3 separate regions of the Zea mays genome follow, and regions 2 and 3 are each linked to region 1. Evidence: chromatin contacts called from public Hi-C data. All regions are on one chromosome and are shown on one strand. The core of a region is the stretch at or near the end of the contact, and the rest is flanking DNA. Distances in the headings are between cores, read along the strand shown.

Evidence for each region. Hi-C and Micro-C count contacts between places; a contact is called where the count stands out from the background.
Region 2: a Hi-C map of ear shows a contact between it and region 1, with 4 times the contacts expected there. The contact joins the promoter of LOC100275584 here to the promoter of LOC100382999 in region 1. A contact is called at or near these places in 6 of 25 Hi-C or Micro-C datasets (ear, leaf and tassel).
Region 3: a Hi-C map of endosperm shows a contact between it and region 1, with 6 times the contacts expected there. The contact joins the enhancer-like site here to the promoter of LOC100382999 in region 1. A contact is called at or near these places in 5 of 25 Hi-C or Micro-C datasets (bundle sheath, ear, endosperm and 1 more).

The regions. Positions count from the first base shown.
Region 1 is chr10:119,796,927-119,801,554 of Zm-B73-REFERENCE-NAM-5.0, forward strand. LOC100382999 reads right to left here and starts at 2,108. Exons shown (of 4, transcript NM_001175682.1): 1 at 1,851-2,108; 2 at 1,506-1,704. The coding sequence starts at 1,622. It also overlaps the pseudogene LOC103642750.
Region 2 is chr10:120,161,559-120,166,186 of Zm-B73-REFERENCE-NAM-5.0, forward strand. LOC100275584 (putative protein of unknown function (DUF668) domain family protein) reads right to left here and starts at 2,232. Exons shown (of 13, transcript NM_001149635.2): 1 at 1,645-2,232; 2 at 1,219-1,523; 3 at 676-1,001; 4 at 492-584; 5 at 309-399; 6 at 129-222. The coding sequence starts at 1,666.
Region 3 is chr10:120,076,913-120,081,540 of Zm-B73-REFERENCE-NAM-5.0, forward strand. No RefSeq gene overlaps it. Among protein-coding and RNA genes, the nearest start is that of LOC103641656, 11 kb to the right of the region's middle. Within about 2 kb of position 2,384, at least 20 of the 20 cell types and tissues checked have an H3K27ac peak or open chromatin away from gene starts, as enhancers often do. A contact at or near this core is called in bundle sheath, ear, endosperm and 1 more, where this site is marked.

The DNA.
Region 1 (4,628 bases), core at 858-3,357:
TCACTTCAAATGTCAAGGCATCTCTCCTTCAAAATACAATACTCAGCTTCACCACGGACGCTCCCCTGGGTGTATAAATAGGGCAGTGGTCCCTCCATTGAACAACAATAAGACACGTAGACGAGTTCTTGCTTTCCCACTCTGTCTTAGATATTGGCACTTGCCTCAATCATCTCTAGGGACTTGGGGACTTCCCCCCTCCCGTTGTGCTTGTAAACCCCTACTAGAGGCATCACGGTGCGAGTAATATAAGCCTCATCCCCTCTGCTGGAAGTAGGACCTCGAGAAGCCCGAACCAGGATAATCGCTTGTGTCATCTCGCACACCATCTAAAGCCGGCCACGCGACACATTACTGGTTGGTTAAGGACCCGCGGTCCAAACACCGACATTCCTCATATGTAGTAGCGCAGAAGTAATGTCTCATATATTCGGTTTTAGTTCTACTGAGTCTACAACCTTTAGACTCTAGAGTCTCCCACCACAACTCAAGTTTCATATTTACTTATGTCCGGCTTTCATCAACTAGCACTATATCATCCGTAAAAAGCATACACCAAGAGATATTCTCTTGTATGCGACCCTTGTGACTTCATCCATCACCAAGATAAAAAAGATAAGGGCTCAAAGTTGATTTTAATGTAGTCATATTCTAATTGTAAGTGAAAGGGCATCTAGCGTAATGGCTAAGGTTCCGAGTAGCACCTTCAGGTCCCGGGTTCGATTCCCCTCGGGGAGAATTTCAAGCTTGGCTAAAAAAAACCTCGTTGTACCCCGCCCGCTCTCGGGGATCGATATCCTACGTGCCACCCTCCGGCTAGGTCGTTGCAGAGTAGGCAGTTGATCAACCCGTTAGTGATGGGGAGCCAGGGTTCGAGGGTTTTCTCGGTCAGGACCATGTTTCGATGATTCGATCTCTTAATCTAATATCGGGAGGGCGGTCTTTCCCTCCCCAGCTGAGGTTTTTTTTTATATTCTAATTGGAAAGTCATACATGTCTCCATCAACTTTTTGAACACTACTCACAACATTGTTGCACATATCCTTAATGATTCCAACGTACTTCGTTGGAATTTTATGTTTGTCCAAAGCCCATCACATCATATTTCTTGGTATTTTGACATAAGCCTTCTCTAAGTCGATGAAAACTATATGTAGGTCCTTCTTCTACTCTCTATAATCTAAGTCGATGAAAACTATATGTAGGTCCTTCTTCTACTCTCTATAATGCTCCTAAAAAATGATTACAACTCCTAACTTTTCTTCCTCATTATTCCATAATAAATCTGGCCTAGAAGGCCCAACCCCCCTCCCCCTGCGTCGTTTCTGGATCCACCACCGACCGAAAGCAAAACAAAAGCACATGTAGACAACTAGAATATTTGGTGTCATGCACTTAGAAAGCAAAAAAAATGGTTACTTTTACCAGGAAATGTTGGTTCCACAATTAAAGGACAGTAGGCACTACTACATTATCCATGAAATTCGCGGGAAAAAAATACTTGCCATCTCGATGCGCTTCTGCAGCTGCAGCCTGTAGGACCGGATCCTCTTCTCCTCGTAACCAGACATCACACGCACGATGAACCATGCCTTCCGCCCGAATTGCCGCAACTTGTCCATCTCCACCGTCAACGGGACCTCGCACTCAACCCCCAGCAGCTCGGATAAGATAGCCTTGTGCGCTGGGAATAGGAAGAAGGACCTAATGGATCCATGGGTGGGGTGGATGGGTCGGATTAGATGACAGCAAACGAATCCGCGAATAACTGAACGGAGAGAAACAAACTACTAGATCTGACGGACGAATGGACAAACTGCAACAGGGCGGGATAAGCTTTTTACACGTACCTAGGAACGGATAAAACGATCCAAGTCCCCCTGGATCTCTACTTCACGCCGCTGCAGTCCCACCCGACCCGGCAGAGGGCAGGAAAGGGAAGCCGGGGGGGGGGGGGGGGGGGGGGGGCGTGTCCACGGTGGAAGACGTCGGTGGGATAGGGCTTGGCTGTCCCTTCGTCCGCGGCCGGTGGTGGTGTTCGTCGGTGATGGCCAGCAGTGGCGACCCTGCCGTCGAGCTGTGGCGGTCGCCCACTCGCCCTACCCAAGTTCCGCAGTGAAGATCCTCAGCCCTTCAGTATTTCCAGCGAAATTGGAGATCGAAACTTGCAGCCCAAACTGATAACGAGGGAAGAAGGCCAAGCCCAATATAAGAGTAGCCAAATTTCGTTAATCCAGTCCACGCAGGCCACAGGCGCACAGCATTTGGGGCTTTTGGCTTCCATCCAATTTCCTCATCGGTTTTTTTTGTATTTAGCCCCGCGAACGTAGCAAAGCTTCGTTTTAGCCCGAGCAGGGATGTTTGATTAGGTCTGGACGAAATATTCGTGGCTCGCTGGCTCGCTCGGTTCATGGTCAGCTTGGATCGGCTCGTTTGAATTTTTTCACGAGCTGAGCTGACATCCTAGCTCGGTTCGTTAACGAGCCAGCTCGCGAGCTAAACGAGCTACCATATTCTAGCAAAACGAAATTATATGCATATCATTTACAGAATAATTGATGAATATGTTATATATATGAGATGTCTATGGCCTATGAATTAAGCTAATGATTAATGAACTATGTCTATGTGTTAATTTGGTATATGCAAATATAATTATGGGTTAAACTGATGAACATGTATGTGAATTGTGAATTAATGAGTGATGAATTGTGAATTAATGAGTGATGAATTGTGCTAATTTGGTGTTATATTGACGTGGTTTGTGAAACTCTGAGTATAATTACTATTTTCTATTGTTACATTAGTTTGAAATTAACTAAAAATAATAATTATGTATATTTTATTTTTTTCTGCTCTAGCTCGCGAGCTAAACGAGCCGAGCCGAGCTGACTCTGTGGCTCGTTACCTTAACGAGCCGAACCGAGCTGACTCGTTAGCTTAACGAGTCAGCTCGAACTCGGACGAGCCGAGCTAGCTCGTTATCCACCCCTATGTTGATGCACTAAAGCTAATAGTTAGTGGCTAAAATTAGTTGAGACATCTAAACATCCTAGTTAATAATTTAGCTATTAGCTATTTTGGTAAATTAGTTAATAGTTAGGTAACTATTTGTTATCTAGCTAATTTTACTAACAATTTTTAGCCAACTAACTATTAGTTTTAGTCCATTCAAACATCACTGTATCTCCAACAGATTTTAATATTATTATATTGGGCTCTTCTTAAAACTATAAAGAGCCAAAAAAAACACATACAACACCAACAACTCCTTATTTTGTGCCAAAAATAGTCAAGAACTATTGGAGAAGTAAATTGGGAGCACATAATGGGAGCTGTTGGAGAAATAAAATTTTCAAAGTACTGTTTGGGAGTTGTTGGAGATGCTGCTTATTTCAATAGTCAGACAAAACATAGCCTATAATTCACAAGATAAATCGAGATATTAGTATAATCCGATGCCTTGAGAGAACAAAGCAAAAAAACGCATAGTGACAGATATTAGCATAACCCAATGCCTGATGATGAGAGAACAAATCAAGACACATAGTAGAGAACAAACCAAAACACGTATAGTGACTACAGTCAAGGGTAAGCACATGCGTGTAATAACAATGCGGGGCATTTGAGGCATCTGATGAAGGACCTGTTCCATAGTATTATTTCGACTGAACATCGTACTAGCGTTAAGGTAGATAGAGGATTCACAAACATCTCTAATCTCTACTACTATTATGTACATAATGTAGACGTCCACAATAGAATGACGCACGGTTCTGCCAAACCCGGACGCGCCCATCCCGCCCCGACTGTCGCGCCGCGAATCGCGGCTGCCGCATCCTCCAATCAATACCGCAGCCGCCGCTTCTTCCGTCCGCACGGGCCTCTTCCTCGCCCTGCCCGCCTGCCTCTTCCCCACCTCGACGCCGCTCCCGCCCCTGCATCCAGCGTGCTCCCCGCCCATCCCCCGCGCCACCGAGACAACGCCGTCCTCACCGTCGCACGGTTCAGCGACGAGATGAGCGAGCTCGCCGCGCCCACCGACCCACCCTTCCCCCAACATTGCCGCACACCCTGGCCAGATTTCAGTGACCCTCGCCCCCCGAGATTACCGCCATCTCCTACCCGCCATTGTCGCGCTCCACCACCAGGGCCACGACTTCACCGAGGGTCACCAGGGCCACCTCCTCGACATCAACCCCGTGCTCTACGACACCACCCACCTTTGTGCCCTTCCACGTCGACTACCCGCCCACGCTCCCCTGCTTCCTCTATTGGGAGTCGCTTGGCGACGCCATCATGTTGTTGCTCCACCTCCAGAATAGGGACCTGTGGCGGTACAGAGCCATGCTCAATGACACCATGTGTGGGGTCAATTCGAGGATCAAGCCGCCCTGGCCGCTCGAGCACCTGCTCGCCGCCGTCGTCCCCACCTGGCATGTCGCCTTCACGCGGGGCAACATCCTCGAGAGCTTCTTCAAGGTGGACTGGAAGCTGGCACTCATGCTCGCCTCCTCGCGCCGCACCACGGCTCCGCCTAGGGCGGCCACGGTGCTCGAGCGCCTCCGCATCTGCTGTGAGCTGCAGCATCGATTCGAGGAGGTGCAGCTGTCGTTCCTCGGCGTGCA
Region 2 (4,628 bases), core at 982-3,481, 360 kb after region 1:
TTTAGTTCAGATAATATGCACAGTCCACAATGCCATTCTGTTTAAGTAATGAACACGTAACAAATGACAAAAGGCATCCACAATTTCCCTCCAAAAATGAAATACAATGTTACAGATGGGAGGCACACCTTTTTCAAATCTATCTGTATTACCCTTTCCGTTTAGCCTAGAGCGGTACTCTTGCTCGAATCTGTCTAGTGCATGCAACTCATGATACAAATCCTGAAAAAAGAAAGGAAAATATAAATGAAATGAAATGGTGGACATTTGTCGCTTAGAAGATATCTTTGGAGAACAACAGTGCTCACAGTTGTACGTTGAACGAGGTTCATCAACTTTTGCATCTCTGCTATTGCTGTTTCTTTCAGCTGCTTCTGGGGTGCACTCTCTGATTCTAACCTAGATATACATCAAATTAACAAGAGCTATAAAAAGCTAAAACATATTAGTATAACTCTGTGCTGCAGTGCCAAATCAAGAAATCTGCTTACTTCACAAAGTAGCGATCCAGGTTATGCCACTGGGGATCTTTACAGCGGTTCCCGAACCTAACAATCTCCTGGGAAAATATTTTCAGCTCTTCTCTGCATTTATTAACCAGAGTTCACAAAAAGGTCACTGGCCAAAGACGATAAGAAAGCCACCATGGTAACTGAGAATAATCTTCCAGGGTACCTTTTGTCGTTAGCTGCAATTCGCATCAGTTCACTCATCTCACTGGAAACCAAATTCTGCACACCTTCGGAAGGAAGCACAACCTGTTTGAAGTATGTGACAGTGTCTTCCGAGAGAGATTGCATAATACTAGCACCTTTAAGTATTGTGTTGGCAACCTCAAAAGCAAGAATTGATATCTTGCATCCTTTGGTCTTGGTCCTGGAAACAAAGCCACCATCTGAGCTCAAGGTCGTCATCAAGCAGCCTAACGTGTCTAGAATCTCCACTGCCTTGCCAAATCCAGCCATGCTGGCTGTCCCAAGCATGGAACCCAGTCTAGGGACCTGCTATGAAAGGTAAGGATTTCAGGACACCACACATTTGCTTTCAGTCACGTGGCTAAGCTAAAATTAAGCAATATAGGTTAAGTAATTGGCATGTATTCGCTCACAGATGTAACGTGAATTAAAGCTGAAAATCTTAAAAATGTTCGCTTGTCACTAATTTAGCTAAACATTATATGCGAAATGAAAATCAATTGACTTTCTGTCCACCACTTGCCTTGCTTGTCCCATTGCTTCCAGACCTTTCTATCCTGGGGTCCATTTTGCCAGACGGAGCTGTGTCTCCTGATGTTGATGCGTATTCCTCCTTGCTACTCTCAGGAAGAACGAAGGCATCATCATCCTTGTAGGGGAGCAGGTTAGATTTCCAAACAAACTCCTGCTCCTCCTCCATCTCCACTGTTTCCTTGACAACCTTCTGCTTGCGTGCAAGACTCATCGTGTCACCAAGATCGCTGGCGCCTTCTGCAGCATCTTCAAACCCCGCACCAGCGATCGCTACAGATCTTCTTGATTTCAGCGCTGCGGAACAACAGAAATCGACATGAGCCAAATTCTCCAATAAATTCAATCCAGCCTAGTTTACCAACAAAAAAAAAAGGAGAGGCACCTAGGAGTCCAGGACAGCGAAAGCATCACATACCGTACCAGCTGTGGCATTCCATCCGCTAGAATCCTGCGCCTGACACAACAGCGGCATCAAGGAACGTCCCCGAGAAACCAGGAACCGTCGCTCCCCACACCGCACGGAAGGTGCTCGACGGAATGCCCGCCCGAGTCAACGGGTAGCAGGAAAGATGGCGCTCTCGAGCAAGAACCAAAGAGAAGGTGCGGGAAAATGACCAACCAACCGCACCAACCGAAAATTTCCCGTACAAAGGAAACCGCGCCAGGAAAAAAGGATGCGAAGCAAAAAAAAAAAGAAGAAGAAGAAGAAGAAGAAGAAGAAACGAAAAAAAAATGCAAGCTTTCTCCAGAGCAAGCGACGATTCACGATCGGGCGCGCTGTCCAGGTGGACAGGAGGGAGGGAGCTTAGTGCTGGCCTGCTGGACCGCGCGAGCTGGGATCTGCAGCTAGAGGTGTACCGGACCACTCGCCCGCCTGCGCCTGCCTCCAAAGAGAGAAGCGAGGAGAGGAGGAGGCAGTTTCTTCCGGTAGTAGTATTTCTTTTGCTTTTCGCTGGGGCACCAACCGGACCCGACAGTGTCGACAGGCGGGCAGGGTGCCGGGTGGCCGCCGATTCGATTTCGATCACTCCTAATCCTTCCCTAGGGCCGAGTCCACGCGCTGACCCTGATTTTTCTTTTTCTTTTTTTTTACGGGCGCGCGTGTGCGGTCGCACGCTTGGAAACGCCAACCGCGCGCGCGCTGGGTCGCCGCCGGCCGGCATGAGGAGGATGGATCTGGCTGGCCGGCCCGGGCCTGCAGGTTGCTGACGAATCTAGCTCGCTTTTCAGCTCTCACCCGCTGGCCGCTTGCTGCCGACAGTGACAGCTACGGAGTGGGGGGCACGTTCCTGTTCCTGCACCGGTTGGTTTAATTTTTTTGGTTGAAAAAAACTCGTGGGCATTGTTTGGATGGTGGCTTGACTCTTGAGCCAGACGAAAGCCTGGATTGGCTGCCTCGACGACCAGGCAGCTTTTCAAACAGATATAAAGTTATTAGTATCACATTATTGGCCTAAAATGGCCGTTTTAATTTTCTTCTTGGCATATCGTTTCAGAAGTAGTATAGTTGTACTCACTACGTAAAAAAATGTAATTCTTATTTTTTTTAAATCCCACAATTTAAATTTTCACTAAAGCTATATAGAAATACTAAATAAATATTATTAGACTAATTATAAAATATGTATTTATACTAAAAAGTTATTGGAGATATAAATGTCAATACTTTTTTATTATAAATTTAGTTAAACTTAAATCAATTTGATTGATACGAATATCATTATTATATTTTTTTTGTAGATGAATGGAGTGCTTGCTACTATAATCACCATACCGGATCAAACAATGTTATATCCGTTGACGTGTTAGAGATACAATTAATTAGATATCAATGACGTGATTAGGGGTTAGGTGACGCATTTGTCTTTTCGGACCGGTGTGAAACACAATCTCCTCGTCATTATATAATTTTGTAATCGTACCACCTACTATATTTCATCATTATTAATATAATCGCCGGTCTGTTTACAATCCATCCACATAGCTCTATTTTTTTTTAAAAAAAACGAATTACATATAGAGCTGTTAATTATATTGATAAAGAAAAGGTTGCCCAAACTAGGTATAATAGAAAAACAACAACAATAATCGTAACAACTACAAACGACTATGACTACACTACCGGCAACAACAATATTGATAAAAACGCATGTTTTAGTTCAAAAATTAATTAGTCAGCGATAAATATTCGAGTACTAACTAAAACAACTGTGTCAACAATAACCCACTTATATAACATGAGCAAATAAATATTGGGCACGAGAGAACTAGGACAAGGAGAACAAATACAGACAACACAAGTCACCATCGACGGTAAGCAACAAGACGAGTCTTGTCATTAGGGGGTGTAATCGGATCGAATATGGACGGATATCAATAAAATCATATTTGTTTTCATATTTTTAGTCGGATTCGAATTCGAATACGAATACAAATACGGATGTTCTCGAATACGAATACGGATAGTCGTGGATCGAATACGGAGCTAATCGGACACGGATAGCGTCGGTAACGAATATTTTTGTCGGATATCGTGTAAGACATCATTCCACACATATCATGTTATAATCATTTAGCCCCTCCTTTAGTCCAAACATTTTATAGGATTATATGTGCACATATGCTACACCTCCATAAAAATCCATGAATTTCTAAGGATATTTTGAGTATTATTAATTTGTTTATGTAGAAAATCATTAAAATGCAATTAAATTCATAAAATATTGAGAACTATGATATGTGGTTTCACGTGTTATTATGATATGTGGTTTCACTTATTATTATGGTGGTTGTAATCATTACGGGTTTCACAAATAAGTGAAAATGCAATAATTGATGACATCTTGTGGTTTTTATGGTTCAAACATTTTTGAGGATGCTATATGGACATATGCTACTCATACGCCAAATTTCGTGAATTCCTGAGACTATTTGCATATTATTAATTTCTTTTTTGCAGAAAATCATCAAAATGCATTTAAATCCATGAAATATTATAGTATCGACAAAAAATTGTAAATAAGTTATCAAAACTAATAAACATTCCATAAGAAGATAACCTCAAGTCCCTACATGAAAATGAGAAAGTGAAGTAAAGATTATGTTGAAACTTGGATACTTAAGCTCATTTCACGTGTAACTCACACAACAAGTGTAAGAAAATGAAAAGAATCACTGGCATCTTATGGACTTTATGGCCCAAACATTTTTTTAGAATTTTATGTAGACAAATGTTAACCCTCCGTCAAATTTTATGAATTTCTAAGGCTATTTGTGTATTATTAATTTCTTTCTACAAAAAATCATCAAAATGTAATTAAAATCATAAAATAATCTAGTGTCTACCAAAAAATTGCAAATAAGTTACCAGGACCAATAAACATTCTATTAAAGATAATA
Region 3 (4,628 bases), core at 1,134-3,633, 280 kb after region 1:
TCTCATTCCCAATGATACTCATCAAGTATCCATCTTATGGGAAAAATATGACCAATAGAATTGTCCATAACTTTTCATTTCATCCCAATAATGGAATTACCAATTCAGTCTTACCCAGCCTGGTAAGTGTCATCACATGAAAAGTTATTACATATGCAACACTTTGTATGGGAGGATGTATGTAGAATACAGTCCATAAGAAATGTTTCTGAGAAACATATGCAATATCCATCACTATCACCTTGTGTTTCCACATGATAGTAATTTTATGGATATCTCTATAATATGGTAAGGTAAAACTAGGATAGATCAACACATCCTTCATACTTCCATTACCAAAGGGGACTTGATATTAACATATCATGATATCGCATGAAGCGATTGTCAAAATGTTCTTTCCTCTTTCCAAAGGAAAATCATAATATTTTGTTTCCCCAGTTATAGAGTTTGTGGCTCAATTCTCCACATTGCATGTTTCTTCCTCAATTGGAAGAATCCCTGTACAAGTTTGCACAACTCAAATCAATGAGTCTTCAACTCAATAGCAAATCATCTAACAAAGTGGTCTTCTCTTAGAAAAAGAAGTGTTGTTACATGATTAGTCCAAATCATGATTTACACAACTAACCACTGTTATCATGTCAGATGGAAGATTGAAGTACACTTCATATCTTAGCTTTCATGAGTAGTATGCATCTATTGGGATTCCATATACATGATTAGATGCTTAGGCATACAACACTATATCACATATAGTGTAATGACAAAAGAGTTTGTCATACTCATTTCTCTTCCCTTTTTAATGTGCTTATATATTTGCTTTCAAGCAAAATATATGAATACAAAGTGTTAGTCTACAACATAATGTAGACACATACTCATAAGTCCACAAGACTTATGATTTTCTTTGCTATTCATTTTGCGCTTGCACATCAAGCCACAAAAACACATTAGTTCTTTTCATAAGAACCACAAGAGAAAGGGAGCATCTCATTTCCTCCAAATTGAAGAGGTGAATTCCCATATCATGCAAAAATGATCTTGATATCTAATGAACATTGAGGATAATTAAGCCCAGTAGGCGAGTTCATCAAACTCTATTAAATAATTATCCTCCAAATGGATTAACCATTTTCTGATGTTGTAATATGCCGCAAAATATATCATATCTTTATATGCTGGAGAACTCTAGGTATCACATAAAGTGTACCCAAAGATTTTTGAAAATCGGTGTACACAACGTAGATAATCTCCATGTAATGAAACAATGGAGTAGATCTCTCGGTAGTGGGCAAAACTTTTGCTGCCTGAAAGCATGGTCTCTGGGCTGATATATTCAAAGAACATACCGCAGCCAATGCTTAGGACTCCACTACCCTGTGCTTGACCAATATTTCAAAAATAAAATGGAAATCACCATAAAAGTGAATAACCAACATCACATCTCCAACATATCTACTTGAGAGAACACATAGGTAATCATCATAACCATATGATGTAGACCTCTTACTGATGGGCAAATAACATTTTGCTGTCTAAAAGCTTGGTCTCAGGGCAAATAAATTCCAAGAATTTATTGCAGCCAAAGCCTAGATCTCCATCATATGTTGAAATATCCCAAGTTCAAAATATGTGTCATATTTTGCAAGAATTCATCGTTTAATTAAGTAGAACTTAATTAAAAGAATTCTTTTAGCAGTCAGCATGACTGCAGCGTCCAGCCTGGCTCCATAGCCCGCGACGCCTGCTTGGTCCGTGATCTTTTTGGGTAGCACGTATAGGTAATCATCTCGAAAGATGTAGACCTCATAGTGATAGGCATTTCAAATGCGGCCTAAAGCACGGTCTCTGGGCTACTAAATTCTATAAAGAATTTAGCGGAGCCAGTGCTTAGGACTCTATCACCCTATGCTTTTCTAAAAATGCAATATCATTTTGCATGAGGACCATTAGTTTCGACTTATTTATGTGCTATGTTATCCATGCAATCATAAAAGAATGCAAAAACAAAGCAAGTCGAAAATATGTGAATTATAAATGTAAAAACAAAGATAATTCACAAATTAAAGTCTGCCAGATTTATAATAAAACAGACAAGTATGTACAATATATATAGTACAATTTGCAGTCGAAATGTCAAATTTATACACACTAACACAAGTTAGAACTGAATTGATATATAAAACAGAGTCTTATACTTAAAATTCAGAATTTAAAATAATAAAATGGGCCATTCTGGGCCCTTGAAAACAGCCAAGGCGGCCTACCAGGCGGGCCAGGCAGCGGCCTGGTGGCCAGCACGCCGGCCCAGCCTGGCTGGCCAGCCTAAACGGCCCAACTGAGGCCACGAAGCCCATTAGAAATAGGGGCGATTAGGTTTTCCAAACCCTAACCGCTCCAGCCGTCGTCTTCCAGGGAGCGCCCCAGCCGCCGCCAGGGTGTTCGGCCGCCGCCGGACCTGCGCCTTCACCGCACCGCCGCCGAGCGCGCTCGCGTCGAGGAGCGCTCACGCCCAATCCACGTCGGCTGGGCCGTGGCCGAGCCGCCAGGAGCGCTCCAGCCGAGGAGTCGCGCCCGAGGAGGACCGCCGTGGTCCGCCGGGGCTTGCCGAGGCCGGCCGACCGGGCACGCGCCGCGCTGGGATGCATGGGTGCTGGTGCTGGGGTCGGACCGCGCCCGCCCCTGCGCTAGGTCCGAGGCCGAGGCCGAGGCCGGCTGTGCCCTTGCCCGGAGGCAGAGCATCTCGCTGCTCGTGCCCACGTGGAGGCCGAGCAGGCCTGCTTGCGCGTGTGGGGGCCGTGGGGGCCCGCCTGCCCTCTGCCAGAGTCGATGCCGCGCCGCCCGGGTAGCGTTCGTCCGCCGTCTCCCGAGGGCTAGCTGCACCCGCGCCGGGGCCAACCGCTGCCGCGCCCGAGCGTCTTCGGGGGCCGGACGCGCCTGCGTCGCGCCAGGAGCCAGCAGCACCCGGCGAGAGGCCCTCCGCGCCTGGGGCCGACCGTGGCCTCATCGGCGACGGGCCATCCATGCCAGGGCCCGACCAGCCGCGCCCAAACCGTGCCGCGCCGAGGGCCAGCCTGCGCAGGGAGCCGCGTCCGCGGTTGCCTGGTCGGGCGCGCGGCCGCCAGGGAAACGCCGCCGGTCCTCCGTGCGCGCTCATGCCGAGGCACAGGACGCTGCGCCAAACAGCCGCACCAGGACGTCCCCGCCGGGACCCTGCCAAGCCCGCTCTAGCCGCGCGCCGGTGACCAGCCGCGCCCGTGTCGGGGCTAGCTTCACACACGCCGACTGACGCGCCTAAAACCGACACCCAGGCTGGGAGGCGCCCTGCCCGCGTTCGCAGTCAGAGCCGCGCGCCTGCGCAATGAGGCTGGGTCGCCCCATGCAGTGCAGCGAGCGCAGGAGTTCTCACTGGAGTGGCAGATTTGTTCATTAATTATGAACTTGGTAAGTTTGTTGTTCGTACCTTGTAAAATCAGGCTTCTCTGATTACATGAAGGAGCGCTGCTTGTGCGTGCTGCAATCGGACAAGGACTTCATCATGATGATTCTGGCATAGCGTGTACCCATAATCCTTGTTATTTCTCTCTGTTTTGGCGAGCAAAGTGCTGATAACGTGTTGAAGTATACTCAGTGGAGAGAGACAGAGAGAATACAAATGAAGTCACGGTTGTCTTTATTGCAGAGAGTACACTGTTTATATATAAGTACAAAATAGTGTCTCCCAAGGGGTGTGTCCCTTGGGAAAGAACTGACAAGGGTTGATCACATCATGGTAACATATTTTGTAACAGCTAGATTCCTGCAGCGGAGCAACAGGCTCTGTCCCGTCGAGAAAGAACAGGACGGCCGCGCGCATGTCGGTCCACGCCACGCATGTGTTGTTTCCTCACTGGTCAAAATACATGCATGCTTGTTTTTTTTTTCTTGCCCCCGGACGCGACAAGCGCTGCTTCCTCGCCCTGCCGATGCCCTTCTTGGCGTCCATCCAGCGTGTAACGCTACTGTTGCCTAGCTAGAATCCAGCAAAAGTGTCACCGCGCGCGCGCAAAAAAAAAAGCAGCTTTGCGCACTACTATAGCTAGCACTCGTAACGATCATTACTGGTGTCCAACAAGACACCTGCTGAACGGAACGCCGACGTGCAGGTGCAGTGCGCCCGGGAGAGGTCAGAGGACGGAGCATGACCTCCCGTCGCCGTCCAGCCCTCCTCCGGGTTGGTTTGGGGAATAATCATCATAGCGCGGCGACGGCGACAGGGGGGGCAGGCGCCGCACCACCGACGCCTTTCTCCTCGCGAAGCTAACTAGACGACGACGGCGGATCCGCGGAGCCGGCGCCGGCCGAAGCAGCCAACCGCCGGCGGAGAATGATGATGAGTTGATGACACGAACCGTCTCGACGCCGACGCACGCCATGCATCCATCCAGCGTCCAGCCAGCCAGCGTTCCAGCTTCCAGCGATGGGCTCCCCTTCCGGCGGGGCCAGCCAGGGTCCCCTCCCTGAGACCCTGACGAGGAATGGGCGGCGGATGCGTGAACGGAGTGACTGCCTGACGGGGTGAGGGCGAGCGCGGCCGTCACCAACAGGCAACAGTACTTGACGCCCGAGTGCCTGGCGGGCGGGTCGGT